Regions from separate parts of the Sus scrofa genome. Here region 2 is linked to region 1. The links are chromatin contacts, called in public Hi-C maps. All regions are on one chromosome and are shown on one strand. The core of a region is the stretch at or near the end of the contact, and the rest is flanking DNA. Distances in the headings are between cores, read along the strand shown. Region 1 overlaps LOC100511545. Region 2 holds the start of SCYL1 (N-terminal kinase-like protein).

Evidence for each region. Hi-C and Micro-C count contacts between places; a contact is called where the count stands out from the background.
Region 2: a Hi-C map of skeletal muscle shows a contact between it and region 1, with 6 times the contacts expected there. The contact joins the promoter of SCYL1 here to the enhancer-like site in region 1. A contact is called at or near these places in 1 of 5 promoter capture datasets (fetal liver), 8 of 47 Hi-C or Micro-C datasets (embryonic fibroblasts, fetal heart ventricle, heart right ventricle and 5 more) and 1 of 2 datasets of contacts at active chromatin or transcription factors (alveolar macrophages).

Annotation. Positions count from the first base shown.
Region 1 is chr2:6,505,292-6,510,409 of Sscrofa11.1, forward strand. LOC100511545 reads left to right here. Exons shown (of 6, transcript XR_002341440.1): 3 at 3,173-3,325. Among named protein-coding and RNA genes, the nearest start is that of SNX32, 19 kb to the left of the region's middle. Within about 2 kb of position 2,975, at least 34 of the 83 cell types and tissues checked have an H3K27ac peak or open chromatin away from gene starts, as enhancers often do. A contact at or near this core is called in alveolar macrophages, omental adipose tissue, retroperitoneal adipose tissue and 2 more, where this site is marked.
Region 2 is chr2:6,731,105-6,736,222 of Sscrofa11.1, forward strand. It overlaps SCYL1 (N-terminal kinase-like protein), which reads right to left and starts at 2,373. Exons shown (of 18, transcript XM_003122558.5): 1 at 2,168-2,373; 2 at 1,678-1,818; 3 at 1,355-1,477; 4 at 1,046-1,272; 5 at 521-611; 6 at 288-443. The coding sequence starts at 2,278.

The DNA.
Region 1 (5,118 bases), core at 1,725-4,224:
CTTTCACGCACTTAAAGTCATTCCCCTTATACTGCCTACATCAAGTATTTGTAGTGTCTAAATCATCATGGATCATAATTATATTACAATTCTGCCCTTTCATTTTTTGTTTTATTATTGAGATGAAATTCACACAACATATAATTAACCATTTAAAGCATACAGTCCAGTAGCCTTTAGTGCATTCATGCTGTGGTGCAACCCCTACCTCTGTTTAGTTTCAAAACTTTTTTATTACTTTGACTTTTTTTTTTTTTTTTTTTTGTCTTTTTGCCTTTTCTAGGGCCGCTTGCACAGCGTATGGAGGTTCCCAGGCTAGGGGTCTAATCAGAGCTGTAGCTGCCAGCCTACGCCAGAGCCATGGCAATGCGGGATCCGAGCAGCGTCTTCGACCTACACCATAGCTCACAGCAAAGCCAGATCCTTAACCCACTGAGCAAGGCCAGGGACCGAATCCACAACCTCATGGTTCCTAGTCAGATTCGTTAACCACTGCGCCACAATGGGAACTCCGACCTTTCATTTTTAATATTAGTTTACGTTACCACTTTTTTGTCTTTTTTGCCTTTTTAGGGCCGCACCCGCGGCATATGGAGGTTCCCAGGCTAGGGGTTGAAACAGAGCTACAGCTGCCAGCCTACACCACAGCCACAGCAATATGGGATCTGAGCCTCATCTGTGACCTACACCACAGCTCGTGGCAACCCTGGATCCTTAACCCACCGAGCAAGGTCAGGGATCGAACCTGCATCCTCATAGATACTAGTTGGATTTGTTTCTGCTGAGCCACGACAGGAACTCCTATGTTGCCACTCCTGAAAATGGATTTTTTGCAGTTTCCTAGTGGCCTAGCCTTTCAGGGCTTGGTGTGGTCACTGCTATGACTTGGGATGGATCCCAGGCCCCAGAACTTCTGCATGCCTCAGGTGCAGAAAAAAATAAATAAATAAAAAGTTTTAAATTAAGCAAAAGGATTTTGGAGTTCCCATTTTGGCTCAGCAGGTTAAGAACCCAACTAAATAGTATGCATGAGGATTCGGGTCTATCCCTGGCCTCACTCAGTGGGTTATGGATCAAGCATTACCATAAGCTGAGATATAGGTCACAGATGTGGCTCCTGCGTTGCTGTGGCTGCGGTGTAGGCCAACAGATATAGCTCCGATTTGACCCCAAGCCTGGGAATCTCCATATGCCTCAGAAAAAGTGAAATGATCCCCGACTCCCACCCCCCCATCCCCCTATCCCCCCATCCCCCACCCCCGTCCCTCCGTCTCTGATTGTGTCCTTTCTGTTTCTGGCCAGCCATCACCAACCCCTGTGATTCATTTATATGCTTATTCAAAAGAAATTGATCATGTGTCCGCTGTGCAATAGGTGTCATGATAGGTAGGTACTGGGGACCCACGGGACCACACAGGTCCCTGCATTTAGGGAAGTCATAATGTAGAGGGATTTAGACACTAAACGTAAATTATCAGAAAATCGATTTAAGTTGTGATAAATGCTTATAAGAAAAAATGTTTTAAAATCATGTTTAAAACATTTTTGGGAGTTCTGTCATGGTGCAGCAGAAATGAATTTGACTAGGAACCATGAGGTTTCGGGTTTGGTCTCTGGCCTGGCTCAGTGGGTTAAGGATCTGGCTTGCTGTGAGCTGTGGTGTAGGTCGCAGACGTGGCTCAGGTCTCAAGTTGCTGTGGCTGTGGTGTAGGCTGGCAGCTGTAGCTCAGATTGGACCCCTAGCCTGGGAATTTCCATATGCTGTGGGTGTGGCCCTAAAAAAAAAAAGCAAAAAAAACAAAAACAAAAACAAACAAACAAAAAAAACCCCCAAACAAACCCCAAACCAAAAGCATTTGTGAAGTTATTAAAGCTCCTGGGAGGGAGATGGCAGTAGCTATGAAAGCTTAGACTAACACGACGATATTGTTTTTCTATTGGTGCCCCTTTGGGTCAGAGATGCTGGAGGGAAAGATCACATCAGGAAGGGACCTGCACATTATGTCAGGGCAGAGAGTAGGAAGACAGGGAAAGGTAGCAAACAGTGGTACTTCATCCATTCCCTCCTGAGGACAGCCCTTTGAGGTAGTCGGGGCAGTTACTGCGACCCTTTTATAGATGTGGAAGCTGAGATTTAGAAGGTCCTGTCTTGGGAGTTCCCGTCGTGGCGCAGTGGTTATCGAATCTGACTAGGAACCATGAGGTTGCGGGTTTGATCCCTGGCCTTGCTCAGTGGGTTAAGGATCCGGTGTTGCCATGAGCTGTGGTGTAGGTCGCAGACGCAGCTCAGATCCCAAGTTGCTGTGGCTGTGGCGTAGGCTGGTGGCTACAGCTCCGATTAGATCCCTAGCCTGGGAACCTCCATATGCCACGGGAGCAGCCCTAGAAAAGGCAAAAAGAGCAAAAAAAAAAAAAGTCCTGTCTTTCCTAAGGCCAGCTGGCAGGTCTTGGATTTAATGTCTCCTCAGCCCTCTGTCTGGCAGAGCTGAAAAGCTTTTGGCCCAATAGGGGGCAGTGGCACACCAGGTTGGAAGACCTGCACGCACACCCTGGACTGGTCCCACTCCACCCAGCCCAGCCGGCGTGCTCCCAGCCCTCCAGCAGAGGGCACTGCTAGGCTGGCCTCTGAGCCACTTCCCCAGACCTCCCGGGGGTCCTTCCCTCTGGCCCCCTCCCGGCCCACCCTCCCACTGAGACTCCAGACCCAGCAAACACTCAGCACCCTCGGGCCTCTTCTTACACGCTGATGTGTGCATCTGTGTTTTCCTGGATGATCGTTTCTTAATCACGCTGTGGAATAGCAAATCTGGGCTAGTGACCAAGTCACTCAAGTAATGAGCTAGGGATCGCCAAGACGTTGGTATAGCCCCAGGGCAGGAGCCGCCAAAAAATGCTAGTGTGGCCTAGTCCTGGTGGCCACATGGTACAGTGGGGCCACTGTAGTGCCACCACCGCACGTCCGTCATGTAGGAGCGATCATCAGGTCTCTTTAGGCAGGATGACCTGGCAGCATTTCCACCCCACCCACAGCTAGTTTCGCTTTCCTAATGTTGTTAAAAAGTGCCTTCTAACTGAAGTAGGGTGGTTGAACGGGTTCCAACATTTTGCTTAATTTTTTGTGTGATCCTTGCAGATTGCTTCCTACTAGTGGGTCTCTTTCCTTTTCTCTTAGGAAGATGCCCAGGACTGTTCTTTGGCATTTGTCCAAAGTCCAGGACTGTGGTTTCATTTTAACCATAAAACCTTCTTTGGGAAGAATTGCTTTTCAATCTGGAAAGAGCCAGGCTGATACAGAGCAGTAACACCTCCTGCCTGGAACCTGCAGGTGAGCTTATGTTCATTTACTGCCGATATAGCTGTTTTGAGGCAGGGGAGGAGGGTGATTCGATGGGAAAAAAAACAAAAAACGAAAATGGTGGATAGTTGGGTTTGGAGGACTCTTTGAATGTCTGCTTTAATCCACGTGATAAACTCTGGTGTCAAAGGAGAGGGGGCCGCGAGAGGGAGTTGAGCGGTGAAACCATTGAGAGGTCGCTGCGTTCACCTGCTGAGTGCAGCAGAGAAAGGCTTCTTCCTCAGGCTGTCCTCTGGGTACCCACGGGGGATCAGTTTTCTAGAACGAGCTCGATTTCTGATGACAGAAGACACTGGCCCTTTGCCAGGCCACACAGCAATTCGCAGTTCTGAAAACGTGGTCCACGGAGAGGCCTGTCAGCAGTGACAGCGTTATCTCGTCGGGAATGACCCTCGAGAGGCGGTGAAGCCCACCCAGCACGTCCTGAGCTCCCGGCGCTGGTCGGGGTACCTCCGGTTCCTCCTCTTCCCTCACAAGGCAAGTCCTTCAGCAATAACTCCCTGCATTTGTAGGACCTGAAACAATCTTTGATACAGCAAGACAGAAATCAGTTATCTGCCTTTTTTTCAGTTTAAGCAACAGACTTCTTCTTTGGTGATAAAAAAAAAAAAATCAAAGATAAAAAGGAAATGGACCATGCCATGAGACTAACTCTAGAAAAAAAATGATTTGTGCTGTTGCAGCTGAGGCAGACAATTCACAGAAATAGTCTTCACCCCCCCCCAAAAAAAAGGAAAGAAGAGAAACAAACCAACAAAAGGAATAGTCTTCACTTTACCAGAGATCCATTTAAATACGAATCTCTTCTGGAACTTTTAAGGGCGGGGTGGGGGTGGGGGGTAGAAAAACGAAAGGCCAACTATGGGAGGCGAAGGGGAGTCTTAACTGAAACAAAGGGTCTGATTCCCCAGTGAGTTGGGAAGAGCTGCAGCTTCCATTTAGAAAAATCTGAACTTGTGCAGACGTCGGGGCAGGTGTGCAAAGCCAGGTATCGCCGTGCTGGCCTGGTCAGTCCTGCAGAGGCTCCTAACGCAGAGACTGTGCCTCCCCAGCTCCTCGCTGCTCTGGTTCCTCGTTCAAAACCCTCAATGAGAAGTCCCTCCCCATCGTGGTGCCGTGGAAACGAATCTAACTGGTATCCATGAGGATGTGGGTTCAATCCCTGGCCTCGGTCAGTGTGTTGGGGATGGAACTGTGGTGTAAGTTGCAGACGCAGCTCGGATCCCGTGTGGCTGCGGCTGTGGTGTAGGCTGGCAGCTGTAGCTCTGGTTCGACCGCTAGCCTGGGAACTTGCATCTGTCATGGGTGCAGCCCTAAAAAGCAAACAAAACAAAACAAACCCCTCAATGAATCTCAGATCAACCCATTTGTGGCTTAGATTTGCAGCGGGTCAGAAGGGTCCATCCGCTAGTGACCTCATCTGGCACAGCCTCAGAATCCCGTGCTTCTCACTGCTCTTGCCTCCCGAAGGGGGCCAAACAAGAAGAGAGAAAGCAAAAGTTTCACATGCTCAGAGGAAGACACGCTTACAGAGATGAATTTAAAAAGAAAGCGAGCAGAGTTCCCGTCGTGGCGCAGTGGTTAATGAATCTGACTAGGAAGCATGAGGTTGTGGGTTCGATCCCTGGCCTCGCTCAGTGGGTTAAGGATCCAGCGTTGCCGTGAGCTGTGGTGTAGGTTGCAGACGCTGCTCAGATCCCACGTTGCTGTGGCTCTGGTGTAGGCCGGCGGCTACAGCTCTGATTCAACCCCTAGCCTGGGAA
Region 2 (5,118 bases), core at 1,123-3,622, 230 kb after region 1:
GAGCAGACACTAAGCTCCTACTAGGGGCCAAGCACTATACCACGCACTTCAAACTCACTGACTCCTCACCAAACTTCTTTGAAGTAGGTACTATTATTGGGACTGAGTGTCAGCCAAGGGAAGTCACACATAAATAACAGTTGGAGCCAAGGTTTAAGCACAGAGAGCCTAGCTCTACAGTCTGTGCTCATCTCCAAGGGTCTAATTCTCAGGGGGCCTGAAAAGTGGGTGGTGGAGACTGGGTGAAGAACGTCGGGCCAAAGCCCACAGTGGGGCAGGGGGCTCACCTGAATCTCTTCCAGGAAGAGGTTGGTCTCCACAAAGCGGTTGTTCATGAAGCCTCCAGGCGCCCGGCAGTTCTGCAGGAAGCGGGCTGGGTTGGGACGAACCTTGGGGTTGGCTCCGACCAGCTCACAGTAATGGGGCACCAGTGATTTGGGGATCTGTGGGAGAAGCAGCAAGGTCAGGGCAGGGGCCACCTGGCTGGCGGACAGGGGCTGGGGTGGGGTCAGATATTCACCTTTCCAGGGTTTCGCAGGGCGGCTGCACGAGGTAGGGGCCCATTGAAGACTTCCCAGATGAGGCAGCCCAGGCGCCACATGTCGGCTGACCTGAGGCAGTGACCAGAGCTGCTCAAGGCCCAGCCACCTGCCAGCATAAAACTCCAACCTATGCTGAGCACCAGGCACTCACTGCATGGCAGACCCTGTGCTCTGTTCCTCAGCTCATCCTCCCATCAGCCCCGAGAAGTAGGTTTCATCAGCCCCATTTGACAGATAAGGAAACTGAGGCTCAGAGAAGCAAAGACACCCACCCCGGGTGACACAATTTTCAAATTCAGAACCACCTAACCCCAAAGTCTGTGTTTATCCTGCCCTACTTCCCTGAGGATCCTCGGAGCAAGGAGTGGGCCCACCCTGAGGACCCTGGTCCCCTCCCAGCTGGGCAGCAAGGGACAAGGGAGTGACATATAATCTAGGGGGCCCGAAGCTGCAGGGGCTTCCAGAACAGGGCAGGTTGGGGCATGCCGCCCCCAGTCACCCACCACTTCTCTCTGACTGCTTTGCCACTGCCATCGGCCAACTCTGGGGGATCGTACTGCTCAAGTTCGGGGACCCCCTTGCGGGGAGGACCCCCACCATTGCCCTGCGCCGAATACATGTAGTCCAGGCCCCCAAGCTTCCACTCCCCAGCGCGGTCCACGAACACAGCGGCCATGCAGACATTATTGTGGATGAGGCTGCAGTCGTTGACCAGGAAGCTGAGGGCTTTCTGGGGACAGAAGGAGCCATCACAGCCCTGTACCTGCAGCCCCCCCATCCCTGCAATCATCACCACTACCCCCCCACCTCACCACAATTTGGTGTAGCCCCCAGGAGAGCTCCATCTCCCTCAGATCACCAGTCTCTGTTCGAGCCTTGAGGTACGCTGCCAGCGGGGTCACAGCCTCCGTCACCACGTGGAGGCATTTTTCTGTCTGAAGAAGGACGTGGAGTATCAGCGCAGAGTGGAGAAGAAGCAGGGGGATGAGAGACGTGATGGGGACCGGGTGGAGAAGGGGAAGTCAAATCTGGGGGTTACTGGGGCAGGGGGCTGGGAAGGGGCAGGAAGGCAGGAGCAGGAGACTGGGAGAAAGTGAGGGGCAGAGACAGAGCAGACTGAGCGGCCGGTAGGTACCTCCAGCCCATCGATGTAGGCCAGGATGTTGGGGTGCCGGAGAGTTTTGAGGCGCTTGAAGGCGGCTTTGGCCACCTGGGTTTGCTCTTCGGCGCCGGGCTTCACATCATAGACGAAGATGGACACCGGGCTGCCTGTGGCCTGGGGCAGAACAGAGGGGCCTCAGGGGTGTGGGCCGAGCCCCAAGCTGACCACTCCATCTCCGAGATGGTCCCCGGAGCTAAGTACCGGAAAGGAAGACCCGCCGGCCGGGTCTCCCCCCAGGACAGCCCTTGGGGACTGAGTCGGGCCCACGTAACCCCGGTTGGGTGCGCCTGTTGGTCCCTCGGTCCTTCCGCCCGCCACGTCGGCACTACCCGTCCCCCTCCCCCGGCCCGTTGCCCTAGAGGCTCCGCAGCCACGTCAGGCGGGGCGCGACGCGGCGGGGCCGGCGGCGCTGACTAGGCGAGACCGAGGTCGGCCGAGGCCTGCGGAGCGGGGCCGCGCTCACCTTCTTGCGGCCGCGGTGCAGGGCCCAGGGTCCGGGCGGGCTGCCCTCGGGAGGTTCCGGGCTGAGCTCAAACGGGAAATCCCGGACCGGGTCCCGAGCAAAGAACCACATCGTCCCCGCCGCCGCCGCCGCCGCCGCCGCCGCCGCGGCCTCGGGCGCTTCAGCTCCGGGTCCTCCCGCTGCCCGAGCCGGGGCGGGGCGGGGCGGGGGCGGGACGGGGGCGGGGTCGGCCGTGGCGAGGGCGGGTCTGTGTGGGCGGGGCCTCGTGGGGGCGGGGCTGGTGGGCGGGGCGGGGCTGGTGGGCGGGGCGGGGATCCGAGGGCGGCAGGTACTGGGGAGACCAACCCTCCTTCACCCCCTGCCCTGGCGGATCACCCAAACTCTCAGGGCCTCTGTGTCTTTATATCTAAAATGTGGAAAGCCTGAGAAGGGACAGAGGATAGGGAAACGGAGACAAGGAGGCGGGGAGATGGGGAGACGCCAGAGGAAATCGTCAGAGAGACAGACATGAAGGGGTGCAGGGTTCAGTGAGGAGTGAGGAAGAGACTTAGAGAAGATGACTCTCCCCAAACCAGACGCTCTCCCACACCAGCCAGTGGGCACCTCCAGGATGCGGTGAGGATCAAGTTGGTGGAATGACTGAGTGACCAGGGAAGAGGCACAAGGAAGCAAAGCCGGTGAGAAGGAGCGTGGGTGAGAGGCAGAGAGGGAAGCAAAGGTCCTGAGGAGGTCTAGGAACCCTGAGACAGGGAGAGGGGACCTGGGGAGGGGAAAGGCAGTGACCCCAGGAAAGAAGGGTAGGAGGAACAGCCCAGCAAGTTCAGAAGAAGCCAGGAGGCCAGGAGGGGCCCCTGCTCTCCTGGGCTCAGTAGAACTGGCTCTGTGTCTCCAGGGTCAGCACCTCCAGACCCCAGCACCTGTGCAGATAGGGGCTGTCAGTGGCAGAATGGTGTCAACAGCTCAAATGCCATTCATGCTGGAGGAGACCCAGCTCCTTAGCTGGACAGAGCCCAGCATCCAGGAGGGGCTGGGCTGGCAATGGTTTCTCCAAAAGTAAGGTCACGTTCATTACAACACTATTTACAATAGCCAAAACATGGAAACAAGCTAAATGTCCATCGACAGAGGAGTGGATCAAGAAGATGTGGTACATATACACAATGGAATATTACTCAGCCATTAAAAAGAACGAAATACCAGCATTTTTTGCAACATGAATGGACCTAGAAACTATCATTCTAAGTGAAGTCAGCCAGACAATGAGACACCAACATCAAATGCTTTCACTCACATGTGGAATCTGAAAAAAGGACAGACTGAACTTCTTTGCAGAACAGATGCTGACTCACAGACATTGAAAAACTTATCGTCTTCGGAGGAGACAGTTTAGGGGGTGAGGGGATGTGCTTGGGCTGTGGGATGGAAATCCTGTGAAATCAAATTGTTATGATCATTATACAACTACAGATGTAATAAATTCATTTGAGTAATTAAAATAAAATAAAAAGATTTTAAAAAATAAAACAAAACACAAAGGAAATTAAAACTTGTTCATCACTATGTGTCAAACACTGTATCAGGCAGTTCTGCACACAGTAACCCACTTGGAAGTTACTTGGCCTCTCTGTGCCTTATTTCCTTGTCTGTACAAACAAACCTCCTGGTGCTAGAATTTCATCAGTACTGTTTTTTTAAAAAAAGAAAGAGACTGAGGTTCTATATGCAAGATACTCAGAACAAGGCCTGCAACTGAAAGTGCTCAATAAATGTGAGGAGTTTATTTCATTCAAAACAAAACAAAACAAAACAAAAAAAGGTCACATGGAACCCAGGGTTGGGGACAGTCTTGCAGCTGCATCCTACAGAAGATGGATGAGATGCTGGAATTAATTAGGAAACATCTGGCTGGGATGCCTTTGGGAGCAGGTTCAAGGGCAGGGATGCCAAAGTCAGTAGGCTGGGTTCACTGGCTGTGGAGACTCACCTTACCTGGGAGCCTCGGTTCCCCCATCTGTAAATTGGGGTGGACGGTGCCCTGTGCCTCACCTGACACCGCTCCTCAGCAGTGACTCGTTCTCCCTTTTCTTGTTCAAGTACCCATGCAGGATGCTGGGAGGAGGATCCGACACAGTGGGGGCTGTTCAGGGCAGAACAAAAATAATAACTAGAGAGCCTCCTGTGGCTTCACTAGGAAGACGGTGACCACATCGGGAGTAAGGGAGTTCCCGTTGTGGCTCAGCAGGTTAGAATCTCACATAGTATCTGCAAGGATGTGGGTTTGATCCCTGGCCTCGCTCAATGGGTTAAGGATCCATGTTGCCACAAGCTGTGGCCTGGGTCGCAGATGTGGCTCAGATCCAGTGTTGCCATGCTGTGGTGCAGGCCAGGAGCTGCAGCTCAGATTTGACCTCTAGCCTGAGAACTTGCATATGCCCCAGGTGAGTCCCTAAAAAGAAAAAAAAAATTGTGATTATGGAACTGGCAATGTGGGCGCGTGGGTAGCATCTTGTCATGGGAGAAGACCAAGCAAGGGGCTTAAATGCCAAATTAGAGAGTCTGGAATATTACCCCTTTACTGAAGGGTGAACCACAGCCTGAGCTGTGTGTGTGAGTGCAGAATGCTGGCATGTGGCAGGCAGGGTGGGGTGATGCTTTGGGGTGGAGGTCATGGTTAGGGGTGAGGGCCTGTGAGCACAGGGTTTACGTGGTGATGTTTAGTGAGGGACACATTCTCTGAGCACCTAGCACATGTGAGGCCTGTCCAGTGCATGGGGCTGAGCCTGGAGAGGAAACGAGGGCAGGAAGGCCAGGGCCATCGGGCTGGGGGGAGACCTGGGAGTCCTAGGACACCGAAGAACAGCAAGGAGGTACAACAGGCTGGGCAGAGGACCCCAGGAAGAACAGTTACAAATGAAGAGACAAGAGTTCCCATCATGGCGCAGTGGTTAACG